Regions from separate parts of the Mus musculus genome. Here all the other regions are linked to region 3. Evidence: chromatin contacts called from public ChIA-PET and Hi-C data. All regions are on one chromosome and are shown on one strand. Each heading gives the region's core, a stretch centred on a gene start, on an enhancer-like site or on the middle of the called end of the contact. The rest is flanking DNA. Distances are from core to core; before and after follow the strand shown.

Region 1 (3,323 bases), core at 734-3,233, 790 kb after region 3:
CTCCTGTTATTATAAAGCCACTCTCTTCTGCCCCAGCTGTGATGGCCCATGATGAATAAATACATCCCCTGTGTAGTTTTCTCACTCAGGAACTAAGACCTGGTCTTCAGAAGTTAATTTATAATAAAAGTAACAATAATTTTTATGTTCTTAAGACAGGCTTTCTCTACTTAGTCCTTAGTGTCTTGGAACTCATTAGGTAGACCAGGCTAGCCTTGAACTCACAGAAATCTACTTGCCTCTGCTTCCAGATTGTTGGGATTAGAGGTGTGTGCTACCTTTATATGTAAGGTGTGGCTTAAATTTGTATTTTGTTTATTTTAATTTACAGCATATTTATTTGAGTAGATGCTACAAATTTCTAACTTTACAAAGTTACAGAACGAAGTGGGCAGTGGCGACCCAGACTTTTGATTCCAGCACTGGGGAAGACTACAGAATAAGTTCCAGGATAGCCAAGGCCACACAGAGAAACCCTGCCTCTAAAAACCAAACCAAGCTAAAACAAACAAAAACAGTTACAAAATGAGCTAGGATCCACCCAACTCCTGTCCATTCATTTCCATTTTGTAAGTTATTCTGTGCAATTCATCAGCAAATGATTCGTGTCCATTTTCATCCATACTTTTGGCATTTACAGAACTCCCCTTCTCCCTGAGTGGTTGCAAAAGCTGTTGTGTCACTTTGCGGTTTCCTTGTTTATTGCAGTGACTTCCTGTCCCACTGTGGGCCAGGATCATAGCTGATTTCAGAGTTTTTCATTGTTGGCCAGCTAGGTTGCATCTGCTTTTTAAAACATAGTCATGGTTTTTGTTTTATTTTGTTTTAGGAATGTTTACAAAAACGTGCGCCTCAGTTTCTTGACTGGCCTTTATTAAGGAAGCTGACAGAAACCCCAAAAGGATTCTTCAGATCCAAAATCCCCTCATTAGCGTTTCGGTACTCTAAGAGCTGTCAGCCGCCGGCCCCGCCCTCCGAGGCCACGCCTCCGAAGCCCACCCGCTCGGGCCGATTCAAATGCAGCCAATAGAAGCGTGTAAACAAACATAAGCCACACCCACTACACGAATAATTTCGAGCACCAGGGCGCGAAGCCTATTTTATCTTGTGTGTGGGGGGTAGAGGTGGGGCGGAGCTGTGGCCACGCCCCCACATGCGGCCAATCAAAGGCCAGACTCCGCCCCTCGCACTTGCGGTGCTGAGGACCCCAGGCCGGGCTGGGCTAATCGCTGCCTGATTTTGCTGCCGGATTACAGCGCTCCGGTCTTGGCTGTCCTCAGAAGGGGTACCTTATGGCCACAGTGGAAGGGTATAGCTAGAGGACAGAGACTACGAAGGAATCCCCTTCTCTTCCTCCTCCTGGCCACCAAGACCCGGGCCCTTGGAAGTCTCGTAAAAACTTTCTCTTCTCACCCTTATTTAAAGCAACCTGGAAAGGCAGGAGTGTTTCAGGACGGGAGTCAGGCTTTGGTTGTTGAAGTGTTATATGCAAAAGAAAAAATGCACCAATCGTGTGCCATCAGTTTCTCGGATAATGAAACAATTGGGGCGCAAAGTTTGAAGCTTCCATTGCCTGACAGGAGCCGCGGGGAAGTGTTTCTACTTTCAGTGGAGGAAGCCATTTATTTAAAATCCGGAGGTGGGGAGGTGGAAGAGGGGCTGACGAGGTGGCTCAGTGAATAATGGCGCTTGCCACCAAAACTTGATCTGAAATTTATCTCCAGAAACCACGTGTTGGAAGGAGAGAAACATACACACACTGAAAAATAGAACTGGAGATGTGGTGCAGTTGGTACTTAATCTACTATCTAAGAAGCCCTGGTTTTCACAGCACCATCCAGGCGTGGTGGTTAAAGCTGTAATCCCGGAAGGTGGAGGCTGGGGGGTCAGGAGAGTTCCAGGTCCGCCCTAGGCTACAGAGCAAGACTGAAGCCCACCTAGGCTATTAAGCGGATGCTATTGACACCGTCTGTAGACAGATGGCGCTGACGAGGTTCTCCAGGGTAGGAGCTGGGCTGTAGTGAGCTGAGTTTCTGAAAGGCTCAGGGCTCTGATAAGAGCTAAGGCATATGCAGAAATGTGCGGAAAAAGGCTGGAGGAGGGTTCAGAGGACAAGATGATGTCAGGCCCTTCGGGCAAGGCAGTTCTCCAATATCTGGCCTTGTCCACAGCAAGAACACGGGGCTTCTACCTTTTCTTTTCCACTATACTATCATAATTAAAACTGTCAGCCTAGCCTGGTGGTGCAGGTCTGTCATCACTGCAGCTAAGGAAGCTGAGGCAGGAGGATAGCAAGTTCAAGCCCTGAACTTTAGCAACTTAGACCCTGTCAATATAAGAAGTGAAAAAGAAGGCTAGGGATGGTGACTTGCTGTGTGAGACCCTGGGTTTAACCTGCAAAAGAGGTTTGAAAGAAAGAAAGAAAGAAAGAAAGAAAGAAAGAAAGAAAGAAGCAGCAGCCATCTGAGCTCTTTTTTTATTTTTTATTTTTTGGTTTTTCGAGACAGGGTTTCTCTGTGTGGCCCTGGCTGTCCTGGAACTCACTTTGTAGACCAGGCTGGCCTCAAACTCACAAATCCGCCTGCCTCTGCCTACCGAGTGCTGGGATTAAAGGCGTGCGCCACCACTGCCCGGCACCATCTGAGCTCTTTAAAAAATATTATTTCTTCATCAAGTAAGGGTCTCATTATGCAGGCAGGCCTTGAACTCAAAAAGACCCACCTTCATCTGCCTCCCAAGTGCTAGAACTAAAGATGTGCTGGGTCATGTGTAGCCCAAGTGAGCCTTAGATTTGATATGTGATTGACTATTGTTGTTTTTGGAAATTGATTTTTATTTCGAACTATGGTATTCTTGTTTGAATATATACACGTTGAATTCCAGTGCCTAAGGAGGCTAAAAGAGGGTATCCATGCACTCTTCTGGGATTGGAATTAAAGGCTGTTGTAAGCTGACATGGATGCCGGGAACAGTCCCTGGGTCTTCTTGTAAGAGTAATTCAAAGTCTTAACCGCAGAGCTATGTCTCCAAGCGCTGATCCTAAACTTTTGATGCTCCTGAATACATTCAGAGTGTTGGGGTATAGGTGTGCAGCCCACTATGCCTAGTGTATGTGGACCTAGGATAAACTCTAGCAACTGAACTGTGTCACCAGCCCCACAGTGCTTTTTGAATACCTTGGGCTCTTGTCACTAGCTTGGAAGCCTGGATGGGCTTTCAGGGATGCTCAGGGAAAATAGCCATTTGATCTCCCAGGTCTGTGCCAGCTCTTGCTCAGCTTGGGGGCTGGCTTGTCTTGGCTCCTCCACACCCAGCCAAGGACT
Region 2 (3,241 bases), core at 3-2,502, 510 kb after region 3:
GTATTTTAGCATTGACATACACGTGTCATTTTAAGAGACATTCGAAGCTCAGTACCAAGATGGATGGTTGATGTGTGGTTCCACAAAAACAGTTTAAACAGCAACCATTGGTTTACCAGATCAAAAAATAGATGTTGGTAATTGGGTTTATGTTATTATGTGTATAGGTGACACACCTTTAAAAATGTCTAGAAGACAAGGATGGATCGGGGTGGGAGGATAAAATATGGAGTGTAAAAAAATTAATTAATAAAAAATAATAAAGATGTCTAAAAGGCATATGTGCCTGTGTGAGAGGATCATGGCGGCCTGATGTCCCACTTTGCTCCTCTAAAGTGCTCCTTCTGTGTTTTGGACCCCAGGAGGGTGATTGGAGGAGGCCAGTTGGGCTCTCCTGAGATTTTCCTCTGAGCACTCTAGCCGATGAGGGTCGTGCAGACTTTGTGCTGTACCCATGTTTACTTTATTTATTCTAGCACGTAACACAGCCTGCTCGCCCATGGTTCTGGGAATAGCATACAGAAGAACCCACTGCCCGTGTGCCGAGAGGAGAATTGCGAGAATGTGCTGGGGCCACTCACACATCTGGTGTTTGTAGGACCTTATTTTTAGGAAGCACAGATATAGTGTTTCCTTGAACTTAAAAAAAAGAAAAAGAATCATGTGAAGGAATTCATGCTTTGCAAAGTTAAAGGTCTTCCCCACCCACTTAAGAGCCCCTGGGGTCAAATTTAATTTTCACGCCTGGATACCAGCTCTAGCACTGGGCTCTGACTAGGACTTTTATCCAGGACAGCCCCTGGCTGGTCCCCACCCCTCTACCTTCCTGTGCCCTGGTGCTATGTTTTTCTTGTTTGTCTTCTAGGTACTGCTTCTCTGAGATGGCCCCAGTATGTGCTGTGGTTGGAGGGATCTTGGCACAGGAAATTGTGAAGGTAAAGTCATCATGTGGAGCTGACGGCTGACCTCAAGGCCCTGCCCGCACACTCACAGAGCCAAGGGGTGGCAGACCTGCTTGCTCTCTAGCCCCTCAACCTTGCATGCCCTGGCCCTGTACTCAGGCCATCATGGGCCAGCCAGCTAGTGGTCTTGGATGCTGCCTATAGTTGCCACTTTGTCTGCTCTACCAGTCGTGTGAGCAGGTTTCCATCTAAGAGGAAAACATAGAAAAGAGATCCAACAGCTATGACCCTAACCGACATCCGTCAGAGTGGTGTCAGGGCACCCTGTTTATTCTGCATGCTGTGAGTATGTGTAGAGGAGGGTTAAGTTCAGTGTCTATAGGACGCGTGATCTACCAGCAGCCACATGAGTGGCTCTACAGTGACCTGTGACCTCCTGTTATGACAGTTAACGACTTAAAAGAAGACTAGGTCTAGGAACTATGTAACTCTTCTAGAATATTTGGTTTACTAAAACTTTTTTTTTCCTTCCCCGCCCCGTCCCCTGGTTTGCTAAAACTATGGCAAACTTTGAAGTAGATTTTATTTCCTTTGGAGACTTAAATATTTGCCCAACTTTCTTAAGTTTGTCTTATGCAGGGCTAGGGTGTAGCTCAGTGCTAGTGTTTGTTTAGCATGCCCAAGGCTCCTAAATTCAGAAACTTTAATTTTGTTTGGTTTTTGTTTTGTTTTGTTTTGTTTTTGTCTTTTGAGATAGGATCTTATTCGACAACTCAGGCTGACTCTTGGCCTCCTGAGTGCTGGGAATGCAAACATGAGCCACACGACAGCTCTTCTGCAGAAGTGTCTGTAGTCATGTCTCTTGTGGACAGAGACATGGCTGGCTGGCTGACTTCCACGTCTCTTCACGTTCAGACTGAGGAGGGCAGTGTGTGGAGATACTGGTTCTTGCTGCTTTGACTTGGGGTCTCCTTGAATCCTGTAGCTTTACCATCTTTTTGTCTCCTTTGCTGATTTGCTCTCTGGTCTAAACTCATTTGCCCAAGTCTCCCCACTTCTACACTCTAGACAGCAAGGGCTGGAGAAACAGGAGAACCTAGAGGCTCTGCAGATGTTGCCCTAATAGCACCACTCCAGAGACTCGCATGGCACTGTTTGCCCTGGGGGGAGGTGAGGTTGGAGAGTGGAGGCTGGGGCAGGTGGCCTGGAACCATTGTTGATGGTGGCTTCTCTACACATCCCTGTCTTAATGCTGCCCCCTCCTTCCTGCCTGCTGGGTACAGCTGTTGCTCAGCATCTTGTTTCTGTTTACCCCAGACAGCCAGAGCACTCTACATTCTTGGTTGCTGGGTGTGTTTGGAATCTCGTACCCCAACTTGCTTGAGAATCACTTTACCTTTTGCCCCATGTTCACCCTCTGCCCTGTCCCTTCATCCCTCCACTCCCTCTGCTTAGCACACTACAGCCAGCTGGCAGGAAGGCCTGCATCTGAGGCCCTCGCTCTGAGCACCTATTAAAAGTACTTGGGAGCAGTTCGAGGGAGAGTGTGAAAGTCCCGCAGATCAGGTTTTCCTCCTCCCTCCCTCCTTTGTATCCTTCTAGTCGCTCACTGTCTGGCAGGCTTTATAGGCTTCAGCCATCCCTGTGGCCCATGAGTTTCTGTCCATGGTGGTAGAGGGAAGAGTGAAAACAGCAGCCATAGCAGACCTCATATTAAAACTCAAGTTGAGCCCAGCAGTGGTGGCGCATGAATCCCAACACTTGGGAGGCAGAGGCAGGCGGATTTCTGAGTTTGAGGGCAGCCTGGTCTACAAAGTGAGTTCCAGGACAGCCAGGGCTACACAGAGAAACCCTGTCTCAAAAAAAAAAAAAGGGCCAAAACCAAAAAACTCAAGTTGAGCCAGCACCTTCAGTTGCAGCTGTTCAGGAGGCTGGAGCCAGGGAGCCCAGGAGACCAGACCAGCCTAGTCAGCAGAGCCATGAAGGATATAGATATGGGTCATGTCCCCTTTGGCTTGGAGGCTCTGGGAGTGTTGTCTCTATGGCACCATTAGATAATGCTCCTTCCCATTGATGACAACAGCTCCTGTTACTGAGAGATGTATCCTGGGAGGGACAAGGAAGGGATGGCAGAGGAGTTCTGCACATGCTGGTGACCCCTGGAGCTTAGGTGGGCCAGCCACAGTTGAGGAGCACTAAACCGTTATACATGGTTGGTTGGTTGGTTGGTTGGTTGGTTGGTTGGTTTGTGACAAAGTCCTACTGTTTGTGTAGCCCACCTGCACTCTGCTGGCCTTGTACTTCCTGAGATGTGAATGCCATTCCAGGGACTAAACTCG
Region 3 (3,557 bases), core at 243-2,742:
GAGAGGGGTCTGCAGGGATTTTGGGGGGTGCCAAGGAGATACACAGGAGTGCCTTGCTCCTTCACACCCCATCTCAGGCCTGGGAAAGGATAGGGATTGTACCCCGAGACCTTGCTTGCCCCTGGCAGCTTGTCCACACACCCACTCACACATGTCACCCGATCACCATGGCCAGTATGGCTTCAATTTCTACTGTTTCCAAAGACCGGAGGCCCAGGATGGGCCCATCAGAAGAGCTCTTCCTGATCAGCTGCTCCCACTTGCCCCTTCCTCCCAACTCCACACCTGGTAGGCCCCTCCCTTCCTCCCTGCTCGCTGCAGAAAACAACAAGCAGCGACAGGCAATTTGGGGAGGCCTCTGGGCACCCCACCCCTATCCGGGCCTCTCTGAAACCGGTGGTGGAGTGAGGACACGACTAGGGTGTAGTGCCCCTCCTCGTCTGTCACCTAGGCCCCTCTCTGGCCTCCCAACAATCTCAGGCCACCTCCAAAGCCTCCTCCTTTATCATGAGAGCCCCCTATGCCCTCACCTTCTGGTCCACGATAGAACAGGCTAGTTGCTTCACATGAGCCAACTCTGAGGCAGCCGGCAACAGCACGAACTCTCGGGTCAATCCGATCTGGATATGGAAGGAGACCCCCGAACCCGGAGCCGGGATCTGAGGCAGCAGAGGTGGCGGCGACTGGAGATCCAAGCCACCGGGGGGCGGAGGAGACCCGGGCCCCGGAGAGCCGGGGAGTCCTGCGGGATGGGAGGGGGCGGCGGCCATGGGGGCCAGATCCAGATCTGCCGCCCAAAGCTCACCAAGGACCCTGGGACCTAGATCCGAGAGCTCTCTTGCGGTGGTGGTAAGAACGCAGGCATTTGAGAGAGAAATCTGTCAGGTTGAGAGACGCGAGGATGGCGGGATCCTGGGCAATGAGAGAAAAGGCATCTAGTGGGTCACACGCCGGGAGTCAAGAGAGCAGAGTTCAGAAAGAAAAACAGTGGTTTGGGGAAGGGTACCCAGAGATTGGAAGGTTGGAAGAAACCAGGAAAGAAAGTCGGGTAGGGCAGGGTCCCTGGAATCAAAAGACACTGCGATCCAAGGCCCCTGGAGAAAGAAGGCTGAGAGCAAAGCAGAGGGAATGCCAGGATCCGGTGGGTTTGACGGCAGGACCAAAGTCAGGGCAGGCCTGAAGATGCTCTGCCTTGGGGGTAGAAAACGGGAGTCTGACCAGGGATCTAGTGGATCGTAGGAACCCGACTGGCTCGGGGATGAGGAGGGGTTGCCAGGGCCAGGGCTGAAAGAAGAGACTCTCACAGGTCGTGAAAGTCGGAGGAAAGTTGGATCAGGGGCGGCGGAGGAGGGAGCGTTACCGAAGGCGGGGCGGGTCGGGGACAAGGGAGGGTCGCACAGCGCGGGTAGCTCTATTTTTCCCCCTTCAAAGTTTAAGTCGGCAGCGGCGGCCCAGAAGGAAGTCTCAGGAGCGATGGCACAGCTGGCCAATCAAAGCAGGGCACCGTGACATCACAGGGCGGGCCTTACTGGGACGGAAGGGGAAGGCGGGACCCCGCACCAGGGAGTTGGGGGGAATTTGGTGGCTGGGGGTAGGAGGGCGGAAGGGTCAGCGTTTCCTCTGCACAGTCCAGCCTGGAAAGTTGACTTTTCGCCGCAGTTCACCGCGGCACGCGAGAGGGGCAGGCGCTTTGTCATTGAAGGAGTGAGCTGTCAGACTGGCACGCATCCGGCGCCCACCGCAGGGAAAGGGTCGGAAATCGTTGTCAAGTCCGGTGGCTTTACAGTTTCTGCTACTCAACCTGCCCCCAACACACACACACACACACACACACACACACACACACACACACACACACACACACACACACACACAAAAGCGCGCGTCCCCAGCTCAAAAGCCCAGTATATAAGGTGGGAAGTCGAGGAGGCCTTAGGATGCACAAGAGAGCTTAATTTCAGGTTTCTCTCCAGAGAGTTGAGGGTACAAAGCCTGTCCCTCCAACCAAGGTGGCATGACAAAGGACACCACCACTTGATAGACCTCCTGTGAGACCAAGTGCCGACATCTTTCTGGCTGTGTGACTTCTCCACTGTGAGCCTTAGTTTTTCTGTCATGAGGCCGAAATACAGGTGGTGCCTGGACACTGCTAAAGTTGAGTTGATGTGGCTGCCTTTGATTTTGCAGAGGAAAGGGAAGGCACTGAAAACATCCAGGGGTGTCTGGGTGGGTGTGTTAACGGAATCATCCAACATGTGGCTGGTGAGATGGCCAGGTGGGGAAAGGCATTTGAAGCCAAGCTCACTGGCCTGAGTTCAATCCTGTACACTCACATAGTCAAAGGAGAACCAGCTGAGCTACTGTGGGTTGTCCTGACCTCCACCCTTCTCTGAAATAAACAGTAGTGCAATAACAGGAAATCTAAAAAGCTAACATCAACTGAGAGCCTGTGAGTCTGTGTAGTCAACTCTAACTCCATCAAGAGCCGTTCTGACTTTTACTCCAGTAGTCAGGCAGTGGCTACCAATTAGTTTTCACATCCAGGTAGCTGGAGCTTTAAGAGAGCAGCAACTTGTCCACAAGGGCCCCCCCTTACTGGTTCAGCGCTGCTGGGGGCAGCTGAGGTGGGTACAGTGCTGGCTGTCACCACATCCGGGGGCAGAGGCTGGGGAAGGAAGTCTGAGGCTGGAGTGAAAACCCAAACTACCACCTGGGGAAGTTGCAAAGAGGGACAGGGGGAGGCAAGGCCACGTGGAGCTCACAGCCTGGCTAATGAGTGTCCCCTAAAAACCACATGCCTACATGTACCTTCTAGACAGGCATGTCCCCAGCATGTTTGACTGCCTGCTTCTGGGACTCACGGCCCCCTTTACCCCGTGACCCTGGGGCAGGTCTAGAAGGCGGGGGTTGTGGAACATGCTGTGCCTGCTGTTTGGAATGTCAGAGTGGCTCATACCCTGCTCTGTATGATGGGACTCCAGTCCTTCCCCACTGTGGCAATGAAGGCCTAACTCCCACCAGCCGACATTAAACGTGGGTAAGGGGAGGGAACTCTGTACTGCTCTGCACATCCTGCCCTCTGCCTGGGTCTGGTGGGCCTACCTTCCTGCTGTCTGCCAGTCCAAGAGTGGGCATGGGGCAGGAAAGGGGCTTTTGTTCTCAGCCCCTGAGCAGGCAAGGGGTCTTCAACTAAATGTTCACTGCTCCATCCCAGCATCTGCTCCCTAGCTCACTGCGCGGGGGAGCACAAGTTGAGGGACAGGAAGGGGAGGATCATGGAGATGTGGCCATGTGCTTCCATTTCCACCCCCCCCACACATGTCACCTCGTTCCCCATCCCAGTCGACCACAGACCCCCAATCTACCATATATCCCTCTCTCCAGACTCCACTCAACCAAGGCAGAGGGAGTGGCCTTCCCCTACTGTCCACCATCCCCTTGACAGATGGCCTGGAAAACCTATCTTACTCCAAAGGGTTTATTGAGACAATTTTTTTCACATACAAGTTGGGGCAAAAAGGAAGGGGCTTATGAACAGGAACCTGAAAGGGGAACCG

Evidence for each region. Hi-C and Micro-C count contacts between places; a contact is called where the count stands out from the background. ChIA-PET counts read pairs in DNA pulled down with a chosen protein or histone mark.
Region 1: a contact with region 3 is called in a Hi-C map of regulatory T cells, with 5 times the contacts expected there. The contact joins the enhancer-like site here to the promoter of Prkd2 in region 3. A contact is called at or near these places in 4 of 484 Hi-C or Micro-C datasets (B cells, CD4 T cells and regulatory T cells), 5 of 115 datasets of contacts at active chromatin or transcription factors (bone marrow-derived dendritic cells, embryonic stem cells, memory CD8 T cells and 2 more) and 2 of 9 other capture datasets (adipose tissue and liver).
Region 2: an RNA polymerase II ChIA-PET map of memory CD8 T cells shows a contact between it and region 3, with 16 read pairs. The contact joins the enhancer-like site here to the promoter of Prkd2 in region 3. A contact is called at or near these places in 3 of 115 datasets of contacts at active chromatin or transcription factors (memory CD8 T cells, regulatory T cell precursor and thymic regulatory T cells) and 1 of 9 other capture datasets (pancreatic islet).

Annotation. Positions count from the first base shown.
Region 1 is chr7:16,050,726-16,054,048 of GRCm38.p6, reverse strand. No RefSeq gene overlaps it. Among named protein-coding and RNA genes, the nearest start is that of Gm32059, 6.2 kb to the right of the region's middle. Within about 2 kb of position 1,983, at least 341 of the 459 cell types and tissues checked have an H3K27ac peak or open chromatin away from gene starts, as enhancers often do. A contact at or near this core is called in B cells, adipose tissue, bone marrow-derived dendritic cells and 5 more, where this site is marked.
Region 2 is chr7:16,328,307-16,331,547 of GRCm38.p6, reverse strand. Sae1 (SUMO1 activating enzyme subunit 1) reads left to right here. Exons shown (of 9, transcript NM_019748.3): 8 at 866-935. Among named protein-coding and RNA genes, the nearest start is that of Bbc3, 20 kb to the right of the region's middle. Within about 2 kb of position 1,252, at least 16 of the 459 cell types and tissues checked have an H3K27ac peak or open chromatin away from gene starts, as enhancers often do. A contact at or near this core is called in memory CD8 T cells, where this site is marked.
Region 3 is chr7:16,840,837-16,844,393 of GRCm38.p6, reverse strand. It overlaps Prkd2 (protein kinase D2), which reads right to left and starts at 1,492. Exons shown (of 19, transcript NM_001252458.1): 1 at 1,361-1,492; 2 at 531-912. The coding sequence starts at 770. Strn4 (striatin, calmodulin binding protein 4) reads right to left here. Exons shown (of 18, transcript NM_133789.3): 18 at 3,463-3,557.